Linked DNA regions of Anas platyrhynchos: region 1 is linked to region 2. The links are chromatin contacts, called in public Hi-C maps. All regions are on one chromosome and are shown on one strand. Each heading gives the region's core, a stretch centred on a gene start, on an enhancer-like site or on the middle of the called end of the contact. The rest is flanking DNA. Distances are from core to core; before and after follow the strand shown. Region 1 overlaps PALLD (palladin, cytoskeletal associated protein). Region 2 overlaps PALLD (palladin, cytoskeletal associated protein).

Region 1 (4,006 bases), core at 1,181-3,680, 140 kb after region 2:
TTTTCCTTTACTAACTGATCCAGCCAGCTTTCACTGGGAGGATTGGGGAACCAAATCGTTTCTTGGGTGTAATGTCCAAACCAGCTATTTTTGTAGTGGATTATTTTTGCCATTTAAAACTTGTATCTGATTTGCAAGCCACTGTCTCAAAAACATTTAATGTGCAGCTGAAGGAAACGTATCTGAACTGCCCCTTCTTCAAGCCCATGCTGCCTTTCCCAAGGAGCACACAGTTAGCAGTAATCGTAGCCCTGTTTGTGCTCATAAAGTATGACCCCTACCCCTGAGGTACTAATGGCTGGAGATTTTTTTCTTTTCAGACCTCCCACATATGAAGGTTCGCCCCTCTGCAAACCTCAGTCATCCTGAAGTCTGGATACAGTTTCCCTTAAGATTCACTTTGCTTGCTAGGGCACAGCAGATTATTTTATATAAATTTCCCCTAAACGCTACCAGTAAGTTTGGGCCAATTCAAGGAGTGATATATTTATTTTATTATTATTATTTTTTGTTACCTCTATCTCATCAATCTAATGCATACAACTTTTTAATTTTACATGCAATAAAACTCAGGCTATTCTTCAGGGATGATTTCTTACAGATAAGCAGGATCTAGGTTTTCTCCACCTTGATATTTTACAAAGCTCTCTGTGTTACACAAATCGCTTTCTCTTCCCCTTAAGAGCATCATTGTCAACCCTCAAATTTGCACCTTGCAATTCTTTCTATGCCCCCTAGCTTCCAAACAATGTATGCTGTGTTGACATCGATACTTCTGGTCTGGTATCTAGAAGCTGACTCATCAGCAGCTGGGGAAACAAAATAATAATTTTGCATAATGAGTTGTGCGAACAAAGAAGCCCTAAGCTCAGCAGGTAAATTAAGTTGGGTTTCTTATTTTAACAGAGCTTTGGACTAGCTAACTTTGAAATCTCTACTTTTGATAAATTCTGTTTGAAATTGACCTCCAGCTCAAAGATATTATGCTAGAAGGAGGCAGAAATATCCAGCTGAAGGGAAGGCAGGATTTGAGTGTGGTCACACCAAGGAGAGCTGGGGCAAGTGCTGTGGAGCTGCATCCAGAAGGCAAGTGAAGTTTGGGATACTCTAAGAGCAGGGCCTACACAAAAGGCCACCTAGCCCACTGCTTTTCTTACAGTGAGCTAGCGTGTAGCTGGTGGTTTTCTTGTCCCCCCCGCAGCCCTTTGAAATCCCATGCACTTTTAACCAAGGCTTTTCACTTGGGTTTGTTTGTTTTTGGTGGTGGCAAGATGAAAGAACAACAAACAAACGGAATCAGTGAAACAGTAACAGTGTCAGACAAGTCTTGTTATAGAAAAAAAACTTTCCTAATTTCATTTCATGTAAAAGATTTCTGTGATGAAGCTGAACTTGCAAAGTTTCACATAGAAGAAAGCTTAAGGACACCTGGAAAAGACTGGGTGAAGTTGTCACGTACAAGCGTCTGGGCAATTAATACAGTGCAGCAAATGAGCTTTTTGAATTGCAGCTTTTAAATGAGGGCTGTCTTCTCCCACAGCAGGCCTTTCCTTAGGTGCAGTGTTACAGGTCAGCCCCAGATATTGCAAGGATTAGGCAGGAGGCCGTTAGGTGGGAGAAGCTGGGGCGCCTTACCCCAAGAGCATTATTCCTGCAGCACGTACCTTCCCTCTGCCTCTTCCTCAGAGCCCTTTTTGCCTGCTCACATTCACTTGTCAGTGAGATGCTGCCTCACTTGGGTGGTCTTAAGTAATCAGTAGGTAATGCTGCCTGCCTAAAAATTTCTCCTCAGTCCTTGTAGACAGCCAGAGAGCTATAGCACTACTGGCAGCCGGAGCAGGAGCCCTGAGAGCCATGCAGCAGGAATTGAGGTTGCTGTCTGCTCTGTGACTCCCTGTAACCTACATACTTCATACCCCTTTCAGCTTGCATTAGGGGAGGAAGTGCTATTGACCTGTTGTCTTCCTTCAGACTTATTTTATTTAAGAGAGAAGTCACACCCTGTCCATATGTCAAAATATCTCAGTATGGCATGAGCAGCAGTAACCGCTATACGAAAACAAAAGCAGAGCGATTGCATGTGTGTTTTAGAGCAAAAGCTGATCACATTTCACATCACTCTGCAAAGAGAGCTCTGAGCTAATTGCATGGCAAACAGGATTTACGGTGAAAAATGGATACTCCATGCATACGCTATCCCAAATGTCTTAAGCAGACATCCTGCTGCTCTCCAGTACAGTATCTCTGATCTTTGCATACCTTCAACTATAGCCTCACAAACTGGAGGGCAAGCTGCCCAAGCAGATCTGGAAACACATTCCTAAAGTTTCACTCTTGCAGCATGGCCAGCTGCTTTCTAACAGTTGATGAACAAATGCAGAAAGCATCCACAAAGCATTCAAACACTCCTTGCTTCTTCACAGCTTCGCTGTGCACAAAAGGGTTAAGCTAGGTTAAGAGGACTAATGAGTAATGCAGCTGGCAAGAAGTTCTCTTTCCCTCTCAACTCAGTGAAAAGCTGGCTTTTGTTTCTTCGTTCAGTGAATGAACTCATGCAGCAATACCTGTTGGCAAATTGAGGCTTGTATTGCTAAGTTGCATACAATGCTGCCAAGTCCTTGATGTCTTCACAGATCTTTGCTACACAGATTGCTATGCCAGGGACTCAGCAGATCATCAAGGCACGCGGTGCCAGAAGGAATATCTCACTGCCACATGCCAGTCAGGGCTCCCAGGACATGGACAGAGCATCTGTGTTTGCCAAACTTTGTTCACAGCCTCCCTTTTGGACACCGCCTGGAAATGCCAGCTCCTTCTTTAAAATGGAAGACATTTTAAGTGTGTAGCAAATGAAGAAAAACTTACCTTTCCTTTCCCTTCCCTTAGCCTCTGCCTACTCCTAAATTAGATATGATTAATATCAATTTATTACTACTTGTTGCAGTGATCTCTGCACTTGGGAAATAGAAATAAACTTACTTATTTATTCTATATTTATACAATTCCAAACACCAGGGCCCTAGATTTGGTGGAGGCAGCAAGCTATTGCTATGCTGTAGCCTCACAAAGAAATTAAAGCTTGTTAAGTAATAGTGCTCCATTTTCTGCCGGCAGTTTACCTGCTTTGTAAAGTAGCCAAAACAACACCAAAAGCCTACATAATCTGGGTTAAATCTGTCTGGACCACCCTAGTTCCACGCACATCTTTCCAGTTCCGAGAGCATCCTTTTGCAAACACTACACGTCTTGCTTTGTGAGATATCTGTAGGAGGACTTGCACAGGAACTTTCAACAGAAGCGTCTGCAGAAGGAAGTCTGCCTATTGTAAAGACACCTACTGTCTGTCAAGCATGTAGCTTGCTGAATCGCATTCACACTTCTAGTGTGGGAAGAGGGGATAAGCCTGGCCAGATCTAGATGGTTTCTAGACATGCAGTTTGTATTTCCTCTTATATTACTCGTATTACTCTTCAGAAGAGCAGCAAGCTGCTGAGTGACGTGGAAAGACAACTGAAAGATGCTAGAAATGCAAATTACTGGGGATGTGAAATTGTATTCTAATTTAAAGAGCAAATAGGTCAATATACACAAGTGTCAACAACAATATTTTTTATAAAAATTGCTAGTACATAGCAAAAAGCATATTTGTTTTAAAATGTATGCATTTCAACATGCATTATTGGCTGAATAAAAGTGATCAGACTAGATAACTGCGCAATTGAAGTACTGGAGAAAAGACTGCAAAGCCTTTGAACTACTTAGACCTAATGGCATGATCCATGTTAAGTATCTCAAATTGCACCATCAATTTTGAAAGCATCATCCTATCTGTGTACTAAGATATTCCTTGCCTTCCCTGTAAATATACATTCAAACGCGCACACACACACACACATCACGGCATTTATGGTTTCTTTTCATATTCTTCAGAACAGAAAAGAGAGAAAAGGAAAACAAGGACAGATGCCAACAAACAGGTAAGATGGTCAGATAGTCCACATGCATT
Region 2 (3,878 bases), core at 811-3,310:
CAAGTGCACACACACCCTGCTGCCCTGTAAACAGTTATTCTGGTGGTTTTAGGCTCCCAAATTATCTTAAATTCACCCCTGGTGCTGTGCTCTGCCTTTGCTGGTGGGCATGTCCCTGGGAGGCTGCTGGTGCAAGTGAGGAGGTGTCGCTGGGGGAATGCGGGGGCTATGCCCCAGCCGAGCCCCCCTCTGGTGGCCAGTAAGCCCCTCATGGTGGCCCAGCCAAGCCACCGGGGCCTGACACCTGTCCCTCCAGCAGGTGAAGCTTTCTGGCTGCATGCTCCTGCTGGCCAGAAAGGCCTGCGGGGGGCAGGAGAAGACGGAGTTGCTGTATGCGCTGCCTTCATCCAGGACTTTGAAGGTACCACTTGTGAAGTCATTTCTCTGATGGGACAGGCAAAGGAACATCCAAATACAATGTGTTTCTGACTCACCACTACTGCCAAAGGAGGGAGAAGAACAAGTCCCTCTCTGACAAGCAGGATCAATTACTAACACAACAGATGACAGGTCTGGCTTTTACCATGCAACAAAGGTAATTGTATTTTGTCCTGGCTGCATTGCTGGCAGACTGCTTGCAGGAGGAAAACCAAAAAGTTTTCCTCATAGCAACTCCTGAAGTGAGAATTTAGGTCTTATAGCGAGGAGAGGGTGCCTGTTTTCCAGTAAAAATGAAGCAAAGCATAATTCCTAATAGAATTTCATTTGCTAGCATTATACAGAGTACGTTCTTCGCATTTGCCAACGTTTCAAAGCTCTAAATTCATTCACTTGTGGGAAGAGTTAAGGGTCTACTTTTAAATTGCACTAAAACACAATAGAGAACGTTTGGGAGAGAATGAATGGAAATTTCCCTTAAAAATTAATTACCATGTATGGTTTTTATATTAACAAGCATTATGTGTAACTAGAAATGATTTCATTTCCTCAATAGCTGGTTATACTTGTTTCCCATTTTGTCTGTCAGCAGGCTTGCAGAGACTCTGCGGTGCTAACAAAAGATTTGGTAATGTCTTCTCGTCTGCTGACAGAGCACTTACTGGAGATGCAAGAGATATTTGATCGCTTATATACACATGCTAATGGATGTTGGTAACAACATAGCTGCAAAAAATGAGTTTTAACTTGCATGCTTTACATGTGTCATAATGCTGCTTGGAAATCTACTGCATTAAGTAGCAATTATTCAATAACAATGCACTTATCAGAAATATCAAGAGACATGCCAGGAATTATTACATGGAAATACACACAAATATTAACTGAACCAGCTATCCAAACATCATACATATGTTGTCCAATACTCATTTCCACTAGGTTTAAAACAATTGACATTGATTGGTTTTACTTACGTGTGGTAGATTCCTAATGTTGCCTTTATCTGACATGGAGTTAATAAGTAAAACGCTACCACTGTTGGAGACAATGGCCCTTGCAGTAAAGTATTTTCTTTCTAGGACACCTTTTAATAAATGTATGATTAAACTACGTAAGCACCAAGCACTGCATCTGGATTGCTTTTATTTGTACCAGATTTTCAGAAACCAATGTGTAATGACTAGAAATACAACGGAATACACAGTAAGAAAGGGTTTTTGATCTTGGGTAGAACAGTCATTTTTAATCACTATGAATTATATTCAGCCATGTGAACAGAGATCGGTACAAGCTTTGTGCAACATTCAAGTCTCAATTAACCTTTCATATGGCATTTTCCTAATTCTAAAGAGAAATATCCCTTAAAAAGAAGTATTCCACAATCCCTCTTGTATTACCACAGGTTCTCATTTTAATGAGAAAATAGTTTTACATTATGCTGAAAGTTACAACAAAAGTACACTCAGATTTAAAAAGTCATATTTATGAAGACAGAATTTGCACATCAGTATTCAATTTACATGGCATGTTCAGGGGGAAAAAATAATCAAGCCAATAACCCTGCTTTAGAAAAATCCCTCGTAATCAATGCCAGATTTTAGAAACACTACAGTCCTTCCCAAAGCCATTCCTTGGCAGAGCTGACAGAATACTTAGAAGGGAGGAGCTTTAAGTTAGTAAATTATTTCCAGCTTTTCATTTGCCAAAGTAAAGAATTTATTCGGGGGCAAGACTTCCAGCTTCAACAAATGACAGCAGGACAGCCCTCAACTATTGAGCATTACAAAACTGCTGTCTTGGCATGCTCAAGAAGGTGAGGGGATGATAGAGCCTTTGAGTATCCAGCTAACAGGTAGCTATCCAACGGCCCTGGAATTAGTTCTGTCCCAAGCACCTTGAGAAATCACACCAACCATCTGCAAGTGAATGGAATAAAGGGCCATAATCCCAGGTGCAAGAGCAAATCACTTAACATGCATGCTTTGACACTGCACAAAAACAGAGTCGTATCTGAATCCTATCTGAATCCGAGCGTGTTCACAGCAGCTACTCCTTTATACCGCGATCCTTTAAAGAAAGCATTAACAATGTGGTCTCCTGGCCATGCAGCTGCTAATACCAAAACAAGGAGAGCAAGGGAAGGAAGAAGAGACATCCTCTTTCATCTGTCTTAAATCAGATTAAAGTGACTGTGAAACTACACCTTAATTGAAAACTGTGAAAAGAAGGGAATGGCTACAGTTGACTAAGGCTGACTCATAATAGGTCGTTCAGCAACTTAGTCATAAGCTCCAGGCAAAATGAGCACACTATACCTCTAACAGCAACGCCGTGATCCGCCTTCTGCCCTTATTCAGTGCAACAGGCTTTTCCTTACGGTCATCCCCAAAGTAATGCTGGACACCAAAGGGTTGGTATCACTCGGGCTTCTCAGCGTGTCTACACTAGCTCCAGCTTGAAGCAGGAGTGCTTTTTTTGATACGAGTATCCTGATCACCCCCACTTACATTGCAGTGGTTCGCATTGTGAAGTGGTCTTGGAGCACAGAATTGGACCCCTTTCAGATGAAACTGAGCCAGAAAATGTGCTCCAAGAACACATCTAATGTGCTGCATCTGCTGCACTCTGTGGGATGAGATGAGAGCCATCCTGCAGTGAAACCTCCTGAAATGCACGCAGGGACAGAGAGCTCATTCTACAGATTTGCTCCTCCTTGTCTGCCCCTTTTTCTGCTACCTGACAAAATCCATTTCTCCTATTGACAGTTTGTGCAATAACATACACTTATAGCATCGGACACATAAAATCCGTTCAAAATCCTCAATACCTGTACAACTTATACCAGAGATTTTCACATTCGCTCCGATGTAGGAGGTAAAAAGAGCCCCTAGCCACAAGGGGTCACTGTAAGAACTGCAAGGACCTCAAAGGGAACACGCTGGCTTTGACAAGGAGTAGGACGCTGCTGCTGTTTGCTTGCTACCTAATGAGTCGGTTGACTGCCAGGCAATTTTTGAAATGATTAAATACCACCTACCAAAGAAAGGCATTATTCCAGACTACTGACATCATGCAGCTGGTACTTGTGCATTTGCTAAAAGGAAATGCTTCCCAAGCCCAACACTCCCTCAGAAGCTCATCATTACAAAACTCACCATCATGTCTCATCTTGCTATTGGGATATATGGGAGCTTACGGTATTTGAGTCTGCCTTCCTCTAACCTTCAACAAAATTAAATCTTATTAGAGCGTGTAGATATAAACTCTGCAGTGCTGAAGAATGCCGAGGCACCACACTGGTTCCTGAACCAAAAGCAATGTATCTTTGCATTAGCATGTTGCTGTACTTGAGATAATTTATCCACGTTAACCTGGTGTGATTGCTTTTGGAACCACTGTGCCAGCCCACATGGGAATTTCTAGCATTGCACTACATTCTGTGGTGCAGATATACCCTGAAGGTGTATCTTCAAATGACAGAAGTATTACTTCTAGCTAAA

The links. A called contact is a pair of places that touch in the nucleus more often than the background predicts.
Region 1: a contact with region 2 is called in a Hi-C map of skeletal muscle, with 4 times the contacts expected there. The contact joins two enhancer-like sites. A contact is called at or near these places in 2 of 8 Hi-C or Micro-C datasets (F5 follicle and skeletal muscle).

What each region holds. Positions count from the first base shown.
Region 1 is chr4:29,719,786-29,723,791 of IASCAAS_PekinDuck_T2T, forward strand. All of the region lies in intron 2 of PALLD (palladin, cytoskeletal associated protein), which reads right to left. Among named protein-coding and RNA genes, the nearest start is that of PALLD, 32 kb to the right of the region's middle. Within about 2 kb of position 2,431, at least 1 of the 8 cell types and tissues checked has an H3K27ac peak or open chromatin away from gene starts, as enhancers often do.
Region 2 is chr4:29,577,046-29,580,923 of IASCAAS_PekinDuck_T2T, forward strand. The region is part of intron 14 of PALLD (palladin, cytoskeletal associated protein); the gene reads right to left. It overlaps LOC106016806 (a long non-coding RNA gene), which reads left to right. Exons shown (of 3, transcript XR_005265482.2): 3 at 1-1,584. Among named protein-coding and RNA genes, the nearest start is that of CBR4, 35 kb to the left of the region's middle. Within about 2 kb of position 2,061, at least 3 of the 8 cell types and tissues checked have an H3K27ac peak or open chromatin away from gene starts, as enhancers often do.